2 separate regions of the Pan troglodytes genome follow, and region 2 is linked to region 1. A link is a contact called in public HiChIP or PLAC-seq data. All regions are on one chromosome and are shown on one strand. Each heading gives the region's core, a stretch centred on a gene start, on an enhancer-like site or on the middle of the called end of the contact. The rest is flanking DNA. Distances are from core to core; before and after follow the strand shown.

What was found. HiChIP or PLAC-seq counts read pairs in DNA pulled down with a chosen protein or histone mark.
Region 2: a contact with region 1 is called in an H3K4me3 HiChIP or PLAC-seq map of stem cell-derived excitatory neurons, with 3 times the contacts expected there. The contact joins the promoter of H4C4 here to the promoter of H2BC12 in region 1. A contact is called at or near these places in 1 of 7 Hi-C or Micro-C datasets (induced pluripotent stem cells) and 1 of 1 datasets of contacts at active chromatin or transcription factors (stem cell-derived excitatory neurons).

The regions. Positions count from the first base shown.
Region 1 is chr5:33,112,476-33,115,361 of NHGRI_mPanTro3-v2.0_pri, forward strand. H2BC12 (H2B clustered histone 12) reads right to left here and starts at 1,524. Exons shown (of 2, transcript XM_518295.8): 1 at 1,024-1,524. The coding sequence starts at 1,413. The coding sequence ends at 1,033. It overlaps H2AC12 (H2A clustered histone 12), which reads left to right and starts at 1,674. Exons shown (of 1, transcript XM_063812257.1): 1 at 1,674-2,251. The coding sequence starts at 1,744. The coding sequence ends at 2,130.
Region 2 is chr5:32,156,446-32,159,331 of NHGRI_mPanTro3-v2.0_pri, forward strand. It overlaps H4C4 (H4 clustered histone 4), which reads right to left and starts at 1,373. Exons shown (of 1, transcript XM_009450636.5): 1 at 757-1,373. The coding sequence starts at 1,274. The coding sequence ends at 963. It overlaps H3C4 (H3 clustered histone 4), which reads right to left. Exons shown (of 3, transcript XR_010157591.1): 3 at 1,679-2,886.

The sequences.
Region 1 (2,886 bases), core at 274-2,773:
CCAGGTAACAACCTAGCTTAAAATTCGTGGACCCTTTCTTTCACTTGGTTCTTCCAAAAAAGTTTCACAGTGCTCATCACCGGCATAGTCATTCTAGCCTCTAATCACACAATAAAACCCACCACCTATTTCTAACCCACCACCTAACACTTAGCTCAAACCCTGTGCTGCTGGGGAAGTTCCCTTCTCCTCTACTCCAACTTCTTGCTTCGGGGCGGACTGTCTCTAGTCTCAGTCTGTTGTCTCCCCTCTGAATCTACTTGCTTTTCATTTTCCTTTTCTATAAGCTTTCTTGTCAGGAAAAATTACTGATTGGATCAATTGACGCTGAACATGCCTTAAAAACTAGTAAACTATTCCAAAAATCTCCGTGATGATCTCATGTTCCGTTTCTTCACTCATGAGAAAAGCTGTGCTCCTCCCCTTACCCTTTCAGACTATCCTGCCTGGTGGTCTGGCATCTTCCCGATGTCCCGTGGGCTGCAGAGATGGAATCGGGGGGTGAGGGGGAAGCAAAGCAAGGCAGAGCTGGGTACAGCCTAGAAGGGGTTAAATAAGGTAACTGCTCGAGCGAAAGCCATACGTACTGGAACGCCATCAGGAACCAAATTTACTAATATATAAACTCACGTTAGAACGTCTTTACATGGTGGAAAGTACACGTGACACAATAGGCTTTCAACAAGTTCTAACAGGAAGTCACAGCACTCGATACAACGGAAGTATCCATTTTCGCGCCAAGAGCCAGGAAGCACTTTCTGTTAACACAAGTTTCCTGCACATCCCTAATTTTTTAGGCGCCATATTTCTCACTCAGTACTAACAAAGTGTATGTGGCTTCTCCTTAGCCAGACTCGATTACAAGCACTGCACGCATTACTCAGTGTGATAAGATCATAATAATCCCTTTAAAAAGATCGCCCGAATTTAAGCCTGGATTAGGAACACGTGTTTACAGCTCTAATATCGACAATTTAAGTGGCTCTTAAAAGAGCCTTTGGGGTTGGGCTTTAAGACGCTTACTTGGCAAGTTTACTTAGCGCTGGTGTACTTGGTGACGGCCTTGGTGCCCTCGGACACGGCGTGCTTGGCCAACTCCCCGGGCAGCAGCAGGCGCACGGCCGTCTGGATCTCCCTGGAGGTGATGGTCGAGCGCTTGTTGTAATGCGCCAGGCGGGAAGCCTCACCCGCGATGCGTTCGAAGATGTCGTTGACGAAGGAGTTCATGATTCCCATGGCCTTAGAGGAGATGCCGGTGTCGGGGTGGACCTGCTTCAGCACCTTGTACACGTATACGGAGTAGCTCTCCTTGCGGCTGCGCTTGCGCTTCTTGCCGTCCTTCTTCTGCGCCTTAGTCACGGCTTTCTTCGAGCCCTTCTTGGGCGCGGGAGCGGACTTCGCTGGCTCCGGCATGTTGAAGGCGAACTACGAGCCTGAGACGAGCAGCAGATCGAGAAAAAGGGAAGTAATGGGAGCAAGGTGCCAGGAGTCGTTTTTATATAGGACCTCTCATGCAAATAAGGTGAAGAGTTAAAGTCCTGTATCTGATTGGTGGTTATTAGGGTGACGTCAGAGGTTAGTTATACCCAATCAACCCAATCTGCAAATCCAAAAGACGTACTTCCATTGGTTAAAACTAAGCTGCAACCCTAACCAATGACATATCTTCTTTTTCGCGCCCAATAGTGTTTATAAAAGGCGCTGCCTTTTCTCGTTGGCTACTTTCAGTAAGTTGTGACCAGTATGTCTGGACGTGGCAAACAAGGCGGTAAAGCTCGCGCCAAGGCCAAGACCCGCTCTTCTCGGGCGGGGCTTCAGTTCCCGGTGGGCCGAGTGCACCGCCTGCTCCGCAAGGGTAATTATGCCGAGCGGGTTGGAGCCGGCGCGCCAGTGTACCTGGCTGCGGTGCTGGAGTACCTGACCGCTGAGATCCTGGAGCTGGCTGGCAATGCGGCCCGCGACAACAAGAAGACCCGTATCATCCCGCGTCACCTCCAACTGGCCATCCGCAACGACGAGGAGCTCAACAAGCTGCTGGGCAAAGTCACCATCGCGCAGGGTGGTGTCTTGCCCAATATCCAGGCCGTGCTGCTGCCTAAGAAGACTGAGAGCCACCATAAGGCCAAATAAGGAGCGAGGTTGTGAGGACTGGAAAACAAAGGCTCTTTTCAGAGCCATTCTACACTCTTAGAGAAAGCTGGACACAGTCATGTTTGTTTCACTTCATGTTTGCTTCGCTAGATAACATTGTAAAGCGCTTCTTTGGCGGTTGGGCTGGAGCAACTCTTTACAATGTTTCTAAATTAACCCACTGGAAGGCAATGAAGACCCACAAGTTGTTGTAGGATACTCCGGAGAAGCTTATTCAGCAGGGGTAATAAGTGAAATCAAACGTACAAATCCCTGAAATCTATTTACTAATTCCAGTGGGTTTTTTTTTTTTTTTTTTGAGATGGAGTCTCCAACAGGCTGGAGTGCAGTGGCGCGGCGCGATCTCGGCTCACTGCAACCTCCACCTCCCAGGTTCAAGCGATTCTCCTGTCTCGGCCTCCCGAATAGCTGGGATTACAGGCACACACCACCACGACCGGCTAGTTTTTTGTATTTTTAGTAGAGACGGGGGTTCCACCATGGTGGCCAGGCTGGTCTCGAACTCCTGACCTCAGGTGATCCGCCCGCCTCGGCCTCCCAAAGTGCTGGGATTACAGGCGTGAGCCACAGCGCCCGGCCTCCAGTGTAATAATTCTATTACATTAATAGTGTTGTCAAACAGCCATAAAAATGGGATATACTTGCCATTCTTTAAAGGCAAATTTTGCAATTCTAAGTATTCTTGAAAAGCAAGAAAGGGCAGCCTGATTCTTAAGTGGTCTAACTCTTAAGAGT
Region 2 (2,886 bases), core at 123-2,622, 960 kb before region 1:
CCACGGGTACATAAATAAAAAGTCCTTTTAAATTCAACAATAGAAAATCAGTAGATCTGGATGGAAGGCAGCTCAGAGGAACAGAACCAAACAAGTTGGCCTCTCACCATTCCACTAAAAAATGTTGAATCTTGTGTACTTTCATGGTTGTTTCTCCCACGGTAATTACTACTCTCTTCTTTAAAGAATGTATTTGCCAGTCAAGTGCCTCCAACACACCTCCCATCCCCCCACACCAATAACCATCTGAATGCCATTTTGTCTTCCTTTCATATAACAATGCCTTGGTAGGAACTAGTAACTACCTCCATTTTTTTCACTATTCTTCACGGCAGCATCAGCCTTTACCACTTGCCTTCTGAGATACAGGTTTTGCTACCTTGTTTCTCCAGCAGCTACAATCTTTGCTACCTTGTTTCTCTGATAGCCATGAAGAATGTTAGCGGCAGTTTGCCATGTTTCTTTACAGAAATACAGAAAACACAGGCCAAGCGTGGTGGCTCACGCCTGTAATCCCAGCACTTTCGGAGGCGGAGGAGGGAAATCTCTTTTGAGCTTGAGTTCAAGACCAGCCTGGGAAACATGGCGAAAACCCATCGCTGCAAAAAATACAAAGATTAGCCGGGTGTTGGTGGCGCAAGCCGGTTGCCCCAGCTACGCAAGAGGCTGAGGCACAAGAATCGTTTGAACCCGGGAGGCGGAGACTGCAGATTGCCGAGATCGCGCCATTGATTACTCCAGCATGGGCGACACAGCAAGAGTGAAAATAAACTTTAATACACTATCCTCACTGGCCAGTAAGATATGAAGCCAAGGCGAAATAAGACCATTTAACTTGAAAACCGAAGCTACTAAACACGTGAAACTACATTTTTAGCAGTGACTACTACTCTTTCTGCTGAGTGGATAGGTGGCCCTGAAAAGGGCCGTTGGTTTTGCGGTAGTGTACTGTAGAGGTAAGTTCAGCCGCCGAAGCCATAAAGAGTGCGTCCCTGGCGCTTGAGCGCGTACACCACGTCCATGGCTGTGACTGTCTTGCGTTTGGCGTGTTCCGTGTAGGTGACAGCATCGCGGATTACATTTTCCAGGAAAACTTTCAGCACTCCGCGAGTTTCCTCATAAATGAGGCCAGAAATACGCTTGACGCCGCCGCGGCGAGCCAGGCGGCGGATAGCGGGTTTGGTGATTCCTTGAATATTGTCACGCAATACCTTACGGTGACGCTTGGCGCCACCCTTACCTAGACCCTTTCCGCCCTTCCCGCGGCCAGACATCTTGAAAGTACAGCTGTTAAATCTGTAACGCAATACGTCTGGCACAGCCACGCAGCACTTTTATAATAACATGACGGACCTGTTTGAAAACCTCATGAGAAGGGGCGGGAACCACAGTCAGTTCCCGCCCTTCTGTGCAATTCTCCCTTGCTCAGACTGGAGGAGACCAGGAGGGGCCTGAGGCAACAAAAGAGCCTCAGCTGGGATTTAATAAATACTCCTAGGTATACACGTGTATATATATACATATATATATATATATACACTATACTTGCAGCCATTAACTGAGCCATCAGTTCATAAACTTTCGACAAAGAAGCCTGACAGTTGTCCCCCACTTTTCCCAGAATATCAAATAATTAGTACTGTTTCCCTCACAGGGTGCTTTTTTTTTTTTTTTTTTTGAGACGGGTTCTTGCTCTGTTGCCCAGGCTGGAATGCAGTGGCACAATCTAGGCTCACTGCATCCTCTGCCTCCCGGATTCAAGCAATTCTCCTGCCTCAGCCTCCCAAGTAGCTGGGGTTACAGGCGCCCGCCACCATGCCCAGCTAATTTTGGTATTTTTTTAGTAGAGACGGGGTTTCACCATAGGCCAGGATGGTCTCGAACTCCTGACATTGTGATCCACCTGCCTCGGCCTCCCAAAGTGCTAGGATTACAGGCGTGAGCCACCGCGCCGGGCCATAAGGTGCTTTCAAAGTATTTTAAGTAACTCATATCTTTATTGTCTCTGAGATTATTTTTATTGATTTACGCATTCCTAGTTAACCAAGCAGGGCTCTTTGGCATGCAGGCTAGATAGTGCTACTGAGGGAACTAAAAGTATATGAAAGTTACACATTTAGAGGTCAAATTAGGATAAGATCACTGAGGGCCGATTGAAAACATGACTATGTACATCTGTAAAAGAAAACCTTGTTGGGCTGAAATTTATGAAAATTTATGCTTTGATTGTGCCTTTAATCATGGACAGATTGTAGCTAGCACTGCATCATTCACCATATTCTATTACTCTAGCAAATTGGCATCATAGTATCCCTCCAAACTATCATAGAGACAGCCTGCTCGACATACATGCTGTGGGGGTGACCCTGGGCAAGCTACACTAAGTTTCCTTGTTGTAAATGTATTTTTAAAAATCTAACTTGTAAGTATTTGTTAAGTTGAAACAGATAATCCTATCAAAATGCTTAGAATAGTGTCTAGATTCCAAATAAGCAATGACTAAACATTAATTATGGTATAGTACAATATTGTGGGTGTTTTCAATTCCTATCCTTAAGGTTCACCCTTCTAAAGGGATGAGAGAGAGTATTCTAATTTGCTAAAATCTGATTTCGAGAACTCCTCAAAATAATAAATAATTAAAAACTTAACTCATCATTAATCCCCATAAAAAGTTCCAGGTCGTTTGGGTGGAATATTTGGCTTTTCCTTCATGACTTGTGAGGAGAACCAAGTTTATCACAGCTGTTTGCTGTTTGTTGAGTTTATGGTACATGGAAAAGATTGCAGAGTAAGGTTCTTAGCCTGGGATACATAGAAAGTCTTCAGGGGATCTGGGAATGAGTATAGAAAAAAAAAAAAAAACGTCAAATCTTTGTTTTTTCT